Regions from separate parts of the Zea mays genome. Here region 2 is linked to region 1. A link is a contact called in public Hi-C data. All regions are on one chromosome and are shown on one strand. The core of a region is the stretch at or near the end of the contact, and the rest is flanking DNA. Distances in the headings are between cores, read along the strand shown.

Region 1 (2,700 bases), core at 161-2,660:
ATTAAGTTGACAAGGCAAAATCCAACCAAACATAAAGAGAAACCGATTTTCATATTAAATTGGACATGCAATTGTCTCACTGAGAAATTATTGCTTTAGAATACTCGACGGCAATGAAGTGATGAACCAATTTATATTAAACAGCACCTTGCTATGATGCCAGGTAATGATACTATCAGAAAAGTAAAAGCAAATGAAACTGGAATCAGCAAAATCAAAGGCAAACACAAATCATATTGCATCACCTGCAGGCAAGAATGAATTTTCGCTTAAAGCTAAGTTAAGGAAGGCAAGATACTGTTGGGTTGATCTCATCGGTTTCGGTCATGGGACCAAGTTGGACGCCACTAATAATGCACCTTGACAATTGCATATGATCTTAAATGCATTAAGTGGGAGAGATCAAACAAGAATTACATGATAGTGTTAGAGAAAGAAACCCTTATAGATAGATAGGCTGCAGTATTACATGTACTACATATATTCTACCCCTAATGGCCTGAGCTCTAGGTTCATAACACACACATACAAGTAGTTTAACACCCCCGTAGTAAAACCTCTAGCCACGATAGATGTTTATACTGGACAAAAGTCCGAGAACAACAAGAGAAGACCTTTAATGAAGATGTCGACAAACTGCAAGCTTGTCATGACATGATGAACACGAATGTCCACGAGACCACAAGAGCCACACACTCACGAATAGAGTGAAGATCGATCTCAACATGCTTCGTGCGCTCGTGTTGGACATGGTTGATGGAGAGGCAGACAATGCCGGCGTTGTCGCAGTAGACAAGTGTACTCATGGAGAGGGTACAGTGAAGCTCCTAGAGGAGCTAGCGTAGCCAACTCGCCTCAGCACCTCATTAGCGATAGCCCGGTACTCAACATTAGCATTAGAGCAGGAGACCAACGCTTGAAGGACTAAGAGATGATGTTGTCACTAAGAAACACTTGTCAGTCACAATATTGCTGCTTGGAGGAGAGGGCATCAAGTCTCAGGTGTGGTTGGCAAGAGGGTCCGGTAGTTTTCCTCCCTAGCGTGATGCCAGCGAGCATCGACAAGGGTGCTATAAACCGAATACGGCGAGGACAGCTAATGGGTCGTACATCGATCAAACAACTCAAGGCTCGCACGAAACCATGAAAACTATATCTAACTGGTCACTACGGATTACAGAAAACAGCACACCAGATCCCACAACACAAAATTATCAACAGCTCAGACCGATAAACCCATGGATAAGCACACGCGCAAGAAGAAAGGATGAAAAGTATATGGGCACAAAGCGCTGCTCACCTTGATAAACGCCCGGACGAAGAGGACCGATTTGTCGGCGGGAGAGGTCACGTCCTCTCCGGCAAGTGCTGGTGAAGGCGGTGCAGGTGTTCCCCGCTCTGGCGGCGGACGGGAAGATTAGGGCGGGTTTCTCCGATGGTCTTATAGCCTGGGCGTTGATGGGCTGGGCTTTGTTCGGGTTATACACATATTTCCTTCAATGGGCCATGCGGTCCATTTCCTGCGGTGGCGGCGGCTTGTGTGTCCAAAGTCCATCTACGGCACGGCGTCTCACAGCCTCACCCCAACTCGTCGCCTTCCTCGTCATTCCCTTCGTCGCGGAGAGGAGGTCACGCGGCTGATTCCCGCCGCTTGCGATCGGTTCTGTCTCCCAGCTTCCCCTTGAGTACACCTCATTTTGTGACACCGACTAGCTGAGCCCTGCTGATTGCTCGCCTAGCACGCTGTTGCGCTGATTCGTTGTCTTGTGAGCTGTTCTAGGGTTCGTAGGGAGCAGGATCAGCTGACGCGATGTTCCCCAGGATTTCCCGGCTCGGGGCGCGGCTCCTGCGCGAGTCTAGAGCCGAGACAAGAGCTGGTTGGTATCTTTACTTTCCTCTTAGTTCATTTCCCTCTATGATTGGTGGCCTACTCGTTATTGGCTTATTGCTCATCAGCTGTGGTGAAATTTTGCTAACTTGTGTTTATCTTGCAGTTGATACTAATGTTTCTTGCGTTTTGGCTTTGGGATTCTCCTGAGTTTATGTGTTGCTAATGTTGTAACACTGCAGGCTTAGTGTCTCCTTATCTGTTGGTGATCGTTGCTACTTTTATCTGGCAGGAAACTTGCTAAACAGTCAACGCATTTTCTTTCAAGATCATGTTAACCGGCATTCGATCCCAGTGGTGACTCCTGCTGTATTATCGATGGTAAGAAATAAAGATTGGTAGTAGAATTTATTTAGTTGAACATGACCCCAATTGCACTTCTTTCCCGCTAATATTAAATATGTTACTAGCTATTGATTTGCTTCATAAAACGACTTTGATTTGGACTATATCTATTATTTTCATCATTTGGTTTCTATTCAATAAATCTACCTATACATTCACAACCTGAAATAGCTGTTGCAAAAGAAGATCGGCATTCTTTTACCTCAACATGTTAGTTTTTAAAATTTTGGAGAACTGTAAGCAAAGCCTTTGTACCGCAGGAGTGATGATTTATCTCTCAAGTTTATTTGTGTTAATTTTTGGTTATACTTTTTAGCGGAATGCCCTTTTGTCAACTGCAACAAGTGGTGATCAGGATGAAAGTAGTCAGGCAAAAGATAAGTAAGTGCATTTGTCTCTTGTTTTCTTATAGTCTTATATATCACAAAATTTGAACTCCCTGGTTGTCTTTTTAGCTTGGAACCAGG
Region 2 (2,700 bases), core at 108-2,607, 270 kb after region 1:
ATCGCCTGATTTGGACCTGGAAAGTGGAAACCACCCGCCGCCGCCGGCGGCGGCGGCCAGAGCAACATGCCTCCCTCCGAGATGTCATCTCATTCACCCGCCTTCCCTTCCCTTCCCTGACGTGGGTGTTTCAGCACATTGAACCGAAAAGGAAACCGGAGGTGGTGACGATACATTCCCGCCGAAAAGCTGCAGAGAAGTAGCTGTCAAACGCGACGGGATCGAGCTGCAACGATACACGCATAACCATGTACTATCGCCCCCCGGCTCCCCGCAAAGCGTTTGGGATCTCTTCATTTTTTTTTGTTTTTCCATGTCAGCGCCGCATAGGCAGCTCTGTTCTTGTTTGGAGCCAAGCCAGCCCCAGTCCACACCTCGCGGCACGCCCGATGCGAGTGCCGTTTGGCGCGCCTCATCATCGCTCACCGTTTGGGGGCCTGCCTCTGCCTTTCTGTTCTTCAAACGATGTCTCATGTCTGCGCTGGACAACTTTCTTGTTGCCGCCTGTCGCTTGCGCTGTGCTGACTGGACGCAGCTCCGGAGGTTTGGTTGTGCTTGGTTTTCGTAGAGAACTCGCCACTTGCCGCCCGCACGTTCTTGGTGTTTCCTCCTCCCCGCTGTGTTCTGCGCACGGGCTTTTTCTGAGAGACCCATGTTTCCCTTTTACTTTTATAAACAGTATACATGCTATGTTTCTAGAAGGAGGGGAAACCTAATCCCCCTAATCCAATGGCGGGGAGGAAATAGGGTGGGGTGGGGTGGGGGGAGGGAAATATCTCGCTACTTTTTAATCCGGACAAGCTCATTTGCGTTTGCGTCTGAATGATGATGACTGCAATGCTGATCGCACCTCGGGTGTCGGATCACCAGCTTTTGGCTGCTCTCACCAAATCAGCTGCAAGAAGATTAGAGCTCAAAAGAATTACAGAAAGAGAGCCTTTTTCTTTTCTTCCTTGTGGGGTTCCTTTCATTTCGTGCTCTCCTTTCTCTGCCAGCCAGTCCGTCCTTGCGTCCACTGCACCTGCACACAGGTCACCCCGACCCGCACTGTTCTAGACTCCATTAGAAAAAAAAAGGTCTGAACCTTTCCGAAACCAGCCAGCCATTGGTCTGGCAGGCCAGCATATGCTAATTGGATTTTTTTGCCGCATCATTGAGTGCGCCATCAGGATTTGGAAATCCTGGTTTTGAGTAATACAGTAATTTGGCATTATCCATTGCCGAATTCCCAAGCTCCGTCAGCTTGAACGTGGACCCCTACCATCTGCACCAGCTCGGCACCTCACGCTCGCAGCGCTAGGAGCCTAGGAGCAGCTGCCCGTCTATTTATTGGTCCCTCTCCCGTCCCAGAGAAACCCTCCCTCCCTCCTCCATTGGACTGCTTGCTCCCTGTTGACCATTGGGGTATGCTTGCTGCCTTGCTCTCCTGTTCATCTCCGTGCTAAACCTCTGTCCTCTGGGTGGGTTTTTGCTGGGATTTTGAGCTAATCTGCTGGTCCCGGTAGAAAAGATCATGTCCCCTGACGAGCTCAAGCGCTCGCCTTAGCCGCGTCCTTGCCCCCCGCCATTTTTTGCGGTTTCGGTGTGTTCCCGTGACTCGCCGGGTGCGTCATCGCCTGAATCTTGTCTGGGCTCTGCTGACATGTTCTTGGCTAGTTGGGTTTATAGATTCCTCTGATCTAAACCGTGCCTGTGCTGCGCACAGAACTCTCCCCTGTCCTTTCCTGGGGTTTTGGTTACGTGGTGGTAGTAAGCTTGGATTTGCACATGGATAAAGTTGTTCTAAGCTCCGTGGGTTGCTTGAGATCTTGCTGTTATTGCGTGCCGTGCTCACTTTTTTTGCAATCCGAGGAATGAATTTGTCGTTTACTCGTTTTGGTGGATTATTAGCGCGAAAAAAAAACTCTTTTTTTTTTGTTCTTTTACTACGAAAAGCATCTTCTTGGATTTTGCTATCTTCTTTTACTACGAAAAACTCTTGAGTCTAGGAATTTGAATTTGTGATGTCCATTCTTGCAGTGCGCTGTGCTTTATTGGGAAGCCAAATCCTATTATTTTCTGCCTCTAGGGTCTGAATGGAATCAGTACTCTTGAGACAGAAAATCAATCCAATCAAGTTGATTTCTTTCTTTAAAAATATTATCACAGAACTAAGTGCTTGTGCGGAATCAGTACTGGCTTTTGTTTGGTGGAGGATCAATACTTGCTTTTGTTTGGGGGTGGCAACTGTTTTGCTATAAGATTCCATGTGTTCCTGTTGAGATGAATCATATATAGTATAGCTGCATACTACAAATCTGTTTTTCAAATTTAGGTTGCTTTGGCATGATCTATTTTTTTGTCAGACAGACTTTCTAAGTGGTAGCTCTTGATTTCTTGTTCTTGTACAACTGGTGCTGCTGAATCTTGACCGTATAGCTCGAATTGCAGTATTCTGAACCATCGAGCCATGGCTGCCAAGCTGACTCGCCTCCACAGTCTTCGCGAACGCCTTGGTGCCACCTTCTCCTCCCATCCCAATGAACTGATAGCACTCTTTTCCAGGTGGGCTTACCAAAATCATATAACTTGCATTTCATTCGGTACTGAAAGTTGTTAATTTGTTATTCTCTTCATGCCTGTCTTAATAGCACACCCAGATGTAAACACGAGATTATGCAACTTCTTACTTGGTTTCTTTTGTTGGCACCATCATGCATG

Evidence for each region. A called contact is a pair of places that touch in the nucleus more often than the background predicts.
Region 2: a Hi-C map of bundle sheath shows a contact between it and region 1, with 2.3 times the contacts expected there. The contact joins the promoter of LOC542365 here to the promoter of LOC100273647 in region 1. A contact is called at or near these places in 5 of 25 Hi-C or Micro-C datasets (bundle sheath, ear and leaf).

Annotation. Positions count from the first base shown.
Region 1 is chr9:12,565,190-12,567,889 of Zm-B73-REFERENCE-NAM-5.0, forward strand. It overlaps LOC100273647, which reads right to left and starts at 1,411. Exons shown (of 3, transcript NM_001360285.1): 1 at 1,301-1,411. It overlaps LOC100216688, which reads left to right and starts at 1,619. Exons shown (of 7, transcript NM_001358089.1): 1 at 1,619-1,877; 2 at 2,121-2,209; 3 at 2,550-2,614. The coding sequence starts at 1,811.
Region 2 is chr9:12,836,651-12,839,350 of Zm-B73-REFERENCE-NAM-5.0, forward strand. LOC542365 (sucrose synthase) reads left to right here and starts at 1,358. Exons shown (of 16, transcript NM_001347883.1): 1 at 1,358-1,604; 2 at 2,431-2,544. The coding sequence starts at 2,450.